Regions from separate parts of the Mus musculus genome. Here regions 1 and 3 are each linked to region 2. The links are chromatin contacts, called in public HiCAR-type and HiChIP or PLAC-seq maps. All regions are on one chromosome and are shown on one strand. The core of a region is the stretch at or near the end of the contact, and the rest is flanking DNA. Distances in the headings are between cores, read along the strand shown.

Region 1 (3,359 bases), core at 476-2,975, 560 kb after region 2:
GAAAAAGAATAAAAATAGTCACAACAAGCCGGGCAGTGGTGACGCACGCCTGTAATCCCAGCACTTGGGAGGCAGAGGCAGGCGGATTTCTGAGTTCGAGGCCAGCCTGGTTTACAGAGTGAGTTCCAGGACAGCCAGGGCTATACAGAGAAACCCTGTCTTGAACCCCCACCCCCCCAAAAAAGTCACAACAGCAAGTAATTCTTATCCATTCCCTCTTAAGCTAATTCCTACTATCCTAGGCATTGTAGGATCTTTCTTATTAAGAATGGTTGGAAGAACAAAAAGATTCAAGCCAATGATCTCATTTTGAATTCGGTAGTTCTGTAGGAAGTAAGTGGAACATTGGAATCATTCCGAAACAGTACAGGGAGACAGAGCACATGTACTGAACCCACTTCCGGCTCCACCATGAATTTATAGCACACAATACAATAGAGGACATGTACTAGTATTAGAACCATCGTCTCATGGGCTTTGAAATATCCTGTCAAGTCCTGGAAAAACCATAAGACCTAAGGAAGTATTCTGGACTTGAAGCAAGAGGAAAGGTGTTCAGAAAAGGGGTGTGACTATTTTAGATTCCTGTTTACTGCCTCTTAACAATATGGCTAATTTCCTCATTGATGAGATTCAATAACTTAATAATACTGAAACGCAATAAGCCGTGGTAAGAATGAGAACCCTAAGGCCTCCAAAATACAAACTTTCAAAATAAGCAAATGATCATGAATACATAATTTAATTAAAAAAATGCCAGCCAGGTGTGGTGGCACACACCTTTAATCCCAGCACACGGAAGGCAGAGGCAGGCGAATTTCTGAGTTCGAGGCCAGCCCGGTCTACAGAGTGAGTTCCAGGACAGCCAGGACTATACAGAGAAACCCTGTCTCAAAAAAACCAAAACAAACAAACAAACAAACAAACAAACAAACAAACAAAAAACAAAAGCCAAAAACGCCATTCTGTAATTATAGATAACCAAGATTCTATTTCTTTAACCTTGAACCAATTATGTCTTAGAAGAGGGAAGATGGCTCTATACAGAGCCAAGATTCTTCTAATAGTTTTATATACTTTCTATTTATGGGGAAATGTGATTGAATTGCCTGATAATATATTTAATAGATAGTAAGAGCTTTTAAAGCTGGTTGAGCCTCCCAGTCATTCCCAGAACATGGAAAAATTATGGCCAGGGCACTATAATGCTGCTGCTGACTTTGATAAAAATAAGCCTTTTGTCTCATACTGCTTTGAGCAATTTTTTTTTGTTCTACTGGTCTTTTACCTGTATATTATGATGTCTGTGTGCTTATGGCTTTTGTTTGTATGTGTTTCTTGTTTTTTTTTCTTTAAAAAATTATAGTCTGTTTTGTCTGCCTACTTGTTTGTTTTCTAAAGACAGAGAGAAAGAAAGGGTGTGGAGTTAGGTGACTGGGTGGGGTGGAAAGGATTCCGGAGGAGCTGGGGGAGGGGAAGCACGATCAGACACTACTGTATAATTGTTTTCCATAAAAAAATTGGTGGTAGAAGAAAAACAATTTCAAGAAATAGCAGAATGACAGGATATGAATTTCTGCAGAAAAGGGCTTTCTTTCAAACACAGGTAAAACCTTCCATCATGAGAGCTCTATGGAAACAAATGACATTCCAGCGCTGGAATGTGCTCTCTGAGTCACAGGTGCAAGGGTTCCATGGCAACCGCACAGATTACATTCAGACAAGCCAGCAGGCTGCGGCAGCTCTAACCCTTCCTGATGGACCATACAATCACTGGCTATTCCCAGGCCTGAGCACCATTGTGATTTTATATACAAATGGTAACCCTTGGCTCTTCCCTTCATTATATCTGGAGGAAAAAAAAAGCTAAGTGCCAATCTGTACACAAATCTAACAATAGTTTCATTTAGCAGAAAAATTTTTAATAGGATGGCTTGCTATTCAATCTTTTTTTTTTAAACTGAAAATAATATGCTTTTCCCACATAAGAATAGAGACATTATCTAGTAGCTTGGCTTGTGAAAGGGGGTGGATATAATTCTTTTTTTTTTCTTTCTTGAGTCACACACATTAAGTGAAGAAGCGTCAGTACATGTTATACCCATCTATAGACTGAATTTATAGCTCAGTTGGTAGAGGCCCTGCCTCACATGCAAGTAGCCCTAGATTTAGTCCCCAATACTCCATAAACCAGATATGGTGGGCTATACCTGTGATCCCACACTGGGGAGGTGGAGGCAGGAAGATCAGAAGTTTAAATTAATTCTCAGTTGAAGAGGAAATTCAAGTCCAGCCAGGGTTACCAAAGGGGTAAAAAATGCCGACTCCTAGGTTCCATGTCTTAAGATTCTATTACCAGTGGTGAATGGGGCAGGGGAGAGCCTCTACTTGCAGTAAGCACCCCTAGGGACTATGATGTAAGCTCTGTAAGCATCCATAACAGCCTCTGCTCTCATCAGCAGCCGAGTTTGATATACTGTAGCGAGGAATACTGGAGTTTGATATACTGTAGAGAGGAATACTGGAGTTTGATATACTGTAGAGAGGAATACTGGAGTTTGATATACTGTAGAGAGGAATACTGGAGTTTGATATACTGTAGGGAGGAATACTGGAGTTTGATATACTGTAGGGAGGAATACTGGAGTTTGATATACTGTAGGGAGGAATACTGGAGTTTGATATACTGTAGAGAGGAATACTGGAGTTTGATATACTGTAGGGAGGAATACTGGAGTTTGATATACTGTAGGGAGGAATACTGGAGTTTGATATACTGTAGAGAGGAATACTGGAGTTTGATATACTGTAGGGAGGAATACTGGAGTTTGATATACTGTAGGGAGGAATACTGGAGTCAGAAAATCTGGGTCTGTCACTAACTCATCTGACTATGGGCAAGTGAATCCCTTGGGCCTCAGTCTTCCTGTAAGCACAATGAGAAGAATAATGCATGGTGCACCTACCACACCTAGCATACATGCCAATTTATGTAAGTGTGATGAGCTTAGTGAGCACAGCTTGGAGAGGGGGCCTTTGAGCTCATTTTGGAAGTACAATATATTATCTATTATGGTCCCAACAAGACTTAACTACAGAGTAGACTTTCCTTTTCCCTCCTAGGCTTAATTTAATCAAAGTAGTGCTTAGATAAAGTGACATTCTCCTCTATCATTTGTCAGTTCCCATGACCCCAGAAGAAGAGAGAAGGCACAGAAATAATGGGGCAAAACATGCAAATTAAATGTAAAGAAGGTTGCTGTCTGAGGATGTGTCTCACCAGGTCTATGAGTTTGGTGACAGGAACTTCTCGAATTGGTCTTTTCATTCGGCACAAAGCCTCCAATGAGGTTCCAAAG
Region 2 (3,062 bases), core at 71-2,570:
GAATTCCACCTGCCTCTGCCTCCCGAGTGCTGGGACTAAAGGTATTGTCACCATGCCCGGCTTATAGCTTTTCATCCTTAAGTCCAACTGTCTCCAGGTCAGTTGAAGCCAACTGGGTGACTTGTCCAAGTAGCAGAGGCAGGATTAAACCTAGGTCCTTATGGAGGAGAAATATGTTTATGGAGGTCAATATGTTTAAACCCTAAAAATATTACTTTTGGCCTCAATGCATTTACCCTCTGAAATACTATTCTTTCTCTTCCACTAGTGACTCTGTCCCAAACTCCTTCCTTGCAGTGGCTCTGTGATAGGTATCATCTAAATGACAATAGATCCCATTACAGTGATCACTTTCCATGTTTTTATATCCACAGAAGCCTCTATATAGTACTGTTCCATAATAAGGGACAGGGCATCTTCACCAGGAAGCCTTGGCAGGCTTGATATGAACAAGGCTGGCCTCAAATTTCCTTGCTGTCCGTCTGTCTCTGTCTCTGCCTCTGTGTCTGGGAGTTCAGGTGTTAGGCCACTACACACAGTTTCCATAAATACTTAATCTGCAATTCAAAACTCCCACAGGAGAGCAAAATATCTACTTTCTCTCAGTTCTCACTCTGTATCTCCCACAACTTTCTAAGTCCTGCTTAGAATTTCTTTCACAGAAAATTTGTCAGGCACAAACTTTTTTGTCAGCTTTCTCTTCTCAAGCACGAAAGCCATAATAGCGCGAGACTATCCACAACACTTGATACATATGACAGTGATAACGGAGATATAACACGTGAAGTACACGTCCCACTCCATCCCGCCTCCCCCCCACCTCCGAAAAAAAAAAAAGAAACCAAAAACAAACAAACGAACAAACCGGGCTGCTCAAGAAATGGCCAGTTAGTTTTAAAACATGGATGGAATTTATTCAGGATTCAGGAAGTCGGGTGTAATGACTAAGACTGGGGGAAAGACTAGAATTGGATCACAGAAAGAGATTCAGAAAGGCTTAAATGCCGGCTAGCTAGTTGCCTAAAACGCACAAAAAAAAAAAAACAAAAAACAAAAAACAAACCAGAAAGTAAAGTTCTCAGGTCAGTTTTGGTGACCGTTTTGCTAGCAGTCCCCATTACCTACACAGCGGCTGCCCCACCCGCTGCCTCCGGGCAGGAGTGTCCCTTGTCCAGGTTTCTTAAGCGGCTCAACCTACTACAGGGCCGCTAACTCTGGGAAACTTGCAAATGCGGAGGCGGGGCCCGGGGCTTTGCAGCGCGCGTGCCGCCGGACGCATGCGCCGACCTCCTCGCTGTGGGACCAATTGCAGTGCGGTGCTGAGTCTTACGCCTGCGCAGTGGGTCTCCAGCCTCAGTGCCTTTCCCCCTGGCTCTAGTGGGCCGGTTCCTCTATCCAATGTCCACTCGGGGCTGGGAGGAGGAGCCTGCGTAGTGTGCGTGTGACGGGAGGGGGAGCGGACCCGAGCCCGTGGTATTCGACCCGTTCGACGGTGCGTGGAAGGAAAAGGAAGGAGCGGGAGCTTCCGAGGAGTGATCGCCGAAATGTTCCGGTGTGGAGGCCTGGCGGGTGCTTTCAAGCAGAAACTGGTGCCCTTGGTGCGGACGGTGTACGTCCAGAGGCCGAAACAGAGGAACCGGCTTCCAGGTGACTAGCTGACCTGTCCCAGGCAACCCCTTATCCTACTTCAAAGTCCAATGGCCTAGGTGCCATGGGCTCCCCATCCCTCGCAGAGCTCCCCTGTCCTTCAAAAAAAAAGAACTTTCTTTCACAGTCTCAAGAATCTCCAAATTGGCGGGATATAAACCCAAGAGTTTCCAAGCTGAGGAATAGGCATACTTATGCCGGCCTGACCTTCAAGAGATTTGAACCCCAGAAATCAGCATGAGGCCTTCTTCTGGGAGGCTTTGCGATTTGGGGATAACAGAACGCTTGGCTATAACAGACCATATTGCCCATCCTCTGCCACCTTGCCTTTTTTAAAGCATTGAGGTCAGATGGATGTTGTCATTTAGTGGTTGGGACACAGTCACAAGTTTCTCCTGGAACTCAGATTATCTGCTTTACCTCCCAAAACTCCACGTGAGAGCTGTACATTTGATTGTCCTACGACGTGGCAATGGTGTATCACCAGTAGAAACTGTATGTCAGATATCAAGAGAATTAGCTCAGATTGCCTTGAGATGGCCAGATAGTTGAATTCCTGGTGGTGGGCTTACACGCTTCAATGAACGTTTTTCGATCCCCCTCTATTTGTTCTCTGGGAAGTTGTCTCATCAAACTTTAGAGCTGGAAGGAATTTTGTGGTCAACACCAACCCATTCATTTTATGGATAATAAATTGAGGAACAAAGAGGTGAAATTACTTGCAGAAGGTCACATAATTAGTAGGTAGAGCTAAAGCTACTCTGCTAGTCTCTAGGCCCCTGATCCTATTGCTACACGCCAATCCTACTTCCTAAAGTTTGACCTGAAACAGTTAAGAATGAATTCGCTTCTCTTTCCACTAATTAGCCCATTGTGCTTCTGATATCCATGGGTTTATCTGAGCATGGTTTGAGTCATCATCTTTTCTACCTATACAGATTTGTGGGAATGAATGCCCCCCCTCCACAATCTCCAAGGTGTATTTTTAAATCAACATTTTAAAAAATCATCATCCTAGTGTAATTACATTTATAATATCAAATGTTACCCTGGAGTCTTTTTTGAAGTTCAGATGCCTTTTCTGTAGTTTAGGAATAAGAAGTGGAAATACTTTTTGATTGTTAGGACCTTTGCAAATGTGTTTGGATAGTTTGTCCACTTCGTACATGTCAAGAAAAAATTCTTAATGGGTGTTATCTGCTGGGTATGGTGACATATGACTTTAATCCTAGGACTCTGGAGGCAGAGGCAGCAGATCTCAGAGAATTCAAGGCCATCCTAGTGTACATAGGAATCTCTAAGTCAGTCACGGCTATATAGTTGCCCATCTCAAAAAAGTCAATGTTATCCCAGTTACCTCTTGGAACTTAAGAATTTCTGTTTTAGAAAAAAAGCCACCTCTAGTTTTCCTAAAA
Region 3 (3,556 bases), core at 439-2,938, 620 kb after region 2:
AGCAGTGGGGGGAGGGGTAAGAATTTGTACTACTTAATATATTTTCATATATAATAGAAAATTCATATTCAAATGGTGAGTTATTTGACTTAATTCCCTCCTCCTCCACCTCTTTTTCATGGAATCTGATGCTTCAAGAATACCAGCTCTTCTTGTACTAAGGCACCCAATGATTGTACTTCAGTAAAGAAACATGAACGGTGGACTGGGGTGGAGGGATCCACAAATAATGAAGGTAAAATGAGCAGATATTATCATCAAGTTCTTCTCTCCCTTTGGCACAATCCTTGCCTCTTTCTCTGTGTTTAAAATTTGACCATGAATGAAGGATGGTTGCATATGCCTGTAATCCTAGAGCTTGAAAAGCAGAAGCAGAGATGCTGCAAAGTAAAGGTCACCTTGGCTTATAGGGCAAGACCCTACCTTCAAAGAAAGAAATGGAAGAGAGGGAAAGAAGTAGGGAAAAAAAGAGAGGGGAAAGAGAGGAGGAAGGGTAGGGGGAGAAGGAAGAGAGAGAGAGAGAGAGAGGGAGAGAGAGGGAGAGAGAGAGAGAGAGAGAGAGAGAGAGAGAAGGAGAAACTAGTTTAGAGACAGAATCTCTCAGCCATTCACTACACTAAGGTATGGATGACCCAGTAATAGATAATATTTGGGTTCATCTGACTGCTATGGTACTATTTGCACAAGTCACACCTTATTTTAGATGGGTTGTTTAGGAAGGTGTGTTGATGGAAGTTAACCAAACCACAGCTACTCTGGAAAGTATTTGCTTCATTTTGGAAACAGTATGCTTTGTGATTGTTTTGTTATACTGTTTCTTACATGTTATATTGTCTGTTATCTCTAATGACAGAACTTTAAAGGCTAAGATATCAGTCTTTCTATTGTTGATAAATGATGAGGAGACAAAGAAGCAACAGTTAATAGACTTGTTTATCCATACTTGCACTGTTTACAAAATACATTCAGTGATCATTGATTAATAGAAAGATGTGAACAGAACAGAAATGAAAAAAAAAACCATAGCCGTTCAATTCAATGATCCATATTAGGTAACCTATCACAAGTTGCCCTAGGTTTTGTGGAAGACTTAGACATTGTCCCCCTTGAGTTTTAAAATTCAGGGGTGCTGTCAAAAGAGGGACTCCTGCATATTGGCCATTTGAGAAAACCAGAAAGAAAAGCAGAACACTTACTCATAAAATGTGAGTCAAGTTTCACCTTCTACCAGAATATTTAACATCAAGTGATTCAAGTTCTCTTTCAGCAGAGTCTCCGAAGGTGACTGTTAACCACCAATCTAATCCTTTCAGAAACCCGGGAAAGGGCAGTCCTTAGAGGGACTGTGGGCTTTCCAAGGAAACACTATGCAGAGAAAGACCAATAGCACTCATAAGCAGAGGAGTTCTTTGTGCAAGAAGGGGAGAGCGCCCCAAGGTACAGAGGTGCAGAATAGGTAGAACAGATTGAAGGGAAAGAGAATTTCTTCTGCACACATCTGTCAGGGGAACTCAGGCTCACTGTTGGGGGCATATGGAGAAGTAGAAAATTTAAGGGGCCACGAGCTGTGGGTTTCGTTCTCCACCCCCGAGTGCACCCCACAGTCAGGCAACAGTTGGTCCTGTGGGACCAGCCTGGGCTCTGGATGGGGAGGGGGAGTCTCGCGATTGGTGAGGGGGGGCGGAGGGGAGGGCGATGGGGGGAGGCCATGACGTAGGGTGGGTGGACGGAAGTGGGGCAGGGTTGAGGGTTATTTAAAGAAGGTGGGGGGCGAGCGAAGGGGTTGGAAGCTAGTATTCTCCACCCCTGCTCTAGCAAGCTCTTTCCAGCGCAGCCACCGCTGTCGCACAGGAACCTCCCTTCTCCCCTTCCTCGTCCCACCTCGTCTTTCCCGCTCCAACGCCATGGAGCCGGACACGGCCACAGAGGCAGCCACCGTGGCAGTTTCGGATGCCAGAGCCACAGTCGTGGTTGTAGAGGATGAGCAGCCCGGGCCGTCCACCTTTAAAGAGGAGGGAGCGGCTGCTGCCGCCACCGAAGGCACCACGGCCACTGAGAAGGGCGAGAAGAAGGAGGTAAATAGGAAAGGGGTGTGTGCGCGCGCTCTGTGTGTGCTGGACACATCCCGTGCCTGGCCCCTCACAGGGGCCCAAACCCTGACCTTTTGGCGCCGACAGGTACCAAAATCACTGCAGGGATGGGGGCAGCGGGGCGGCAGAACCATCTAGCATTCCCTCCCCTCCCCCTTTCCTGCTGGCCGCCTGCTGAGCGGGGGCGGGGCAGGGCGGGGGCGCGGCCGGGTAGCGGGGTATCCCGATCCTGAGCCCCGAGTCTCTCCTAGACTCGGGCCTCCCTCTACCTTCCCGGAACTGGGGGAACCTTGTGGGGGATGGGACTGTGCAGGAAAATGCCTCCGCCTCTCTCTCTCTCTCTCTCTCTCTCTCTCTCTCTCTCTCTCTCTCTCTCTCTCTCTCTCGTTGCTCGCTCTTCTACCCCCCTCTTCCCGTCGGCCTCTGCCTGGGAAATCTGGGCCCTTCAGTCCCACCATCAGGCTGATGGGGATTTGGCTCGGGCTTATTTTTGTAATTTAAATTTCAAGGTGCTACTGGTGGTGGTGGTGGCGGCGGGCAGGAGGGGGAAGAGGGAGAATGGTTGGAAGATAATGCTTGCTGTGATTGGCAGTGTCTGTCTTTGGGATTACAGAAATAAAAAAAAATAATAATCTCTCATGTTCCTTTGATCCTTGCCTCATGGTGAGGAGGGGGTGTTATGTCAAGAAAACATCCTCTCTGCGCTTTATCTTACAACCCTCACACTGAGGAACCATGCTGTCTTAGGAAAATGTCCAACCTTTGCACCCTCTCCCTCTCCTGCCCCGCCCCTGATGGTATAGTGTTTCACTCTGGGACACCCAGATGATTCCCCTTATCTGGCCTTTGGCCTTCCAGCCTTTTGCTTCCCTTGCCTAGTGGGGAACCATTCACTCCTGGACACGTTTATTTTAAACGTTGTAAAGTCCTACTCTGTAGGATGAACACAGGAGAGAAGACCACTGTCACACCTATTACAGACAAATCCAGGAAGTAGGTATTATCTCCCATGAATATACAAGTAAAATTATACAATGCTTTGAAAAATCGATGTTAAAGAATAGGGTGGAACATAAGAAGTTTTGATATATAATAAAATTGCAGAACAGATCGTTTATAGGTGGATTTCCCCCCATTTAACAATATACACGATGATTTAAAAATGGTGGGTAATTGAAATTATGCTTTAAGAATCTCAAGTGACTTTGTATAAATCATTATACAATGGCATATGACTAAATGAATAGCTTTTTGGGGGAAATTAACACATTTTGCCTTGAATTAGAAGAATGATGCTAAATCCATTAGTTAGTTAAGTTGATTAAACAGAAAGTGCTAAGTGAAAATCATGGGAAACACTGGGTGTAAGATGTGTGTGGTACTTAGATCATTAAGACGGCACAGATCATTAAAGCTGGGCCAGATACCAAGTATTTGGTTAAGAAATTTAAAATGCATCTAGTGTC

The links. HiCAR-type assays count read pairs that join an accessible place to other places. HiChIP or PLAC-seq counts read pairs in DNA pulled down with a chosen protein or histone mark.
Region 1: a contact with region 2 is called in an H3K27ac HiChIP or PLAC-seq map of embryonic stem cells, with 3 times the contacts expected there. The contact joins the enhancer-like site here to the promoter of Aifm1 in region 2. A contact is called at or near these places in 3 of 39 promoter capture datasets (the 3T3-L1 cell line, cranial neural crest and hippocampal neurons), 3 of 115 datasets of contacts at active chromatin or transcription factors (embryonic forebrain, embryonic midbrain and embryonic stem cells) and 1 of 9 other capture datasets (liver).
Region 3: a HiCAR-type map of astrocytes shows a contact between it and region 2, with 2.4 times the contacts expected there. The contact joins the promoter of Smarca1 here to the promoter of Aifm1 in region 2. A contact is called at or near these places in 2 of 39 promoter capture datasets (the 3T3-L1 cell line and hippocampal neurons) and 1 of 115 datasets of contacts at active chromatin or transcription factors (astrocytes).

Annotation. Positions count from the first base shown.
Region 1 is chrX:47,948,282-47,951,640 of GRCm38.p6, reverse strand. Ocrl (OCRL, inositol polyphosphate-5-phosphatase) reads right to left here. Exons shown (of 24, transcript NM_177215.3): 18 at 3,281-3,359. Among named protein-coding and RNA genes, the nearest start is that of Ocrl, 38 kb to the right of the region's middle. Within about 2 kb of position 1,725, at least 10 of the 459 cell types and tissues checked have an H3K27ac peak or open chromatin away from gene starts, as enhancers often do. A contact at or near this core is called in embryonic stem cells, where this site is marked.
Region 2 is chrX:48,511,821-48,514,882 of GRCm38.p6, reverse strand. It overlaps Aifm1 (apoptosis-inducing factor, mitochondrion-associated 1), which reads left to right and starts at 1,320. Exons shown (of 16, transcript NM_012019.3): 1 at 1,320-1,647. The coding sequence starts at 1,545. It also overlaps a transcript of Rab33a not described here.
Region 3 is chrX:47,890,745-47,894,300 of GRCm38.p6, reverse strand. Smarca1 (SWI/SNF related, matrix associated, actin dependent regulator of chromatin, subfamily a, member 1) reads left to right here and starts at 1,688. Exons shown (of 24, transcript NM_001358618.1): 1 at 1,688-2,075. The coding sequence starts at 1,905.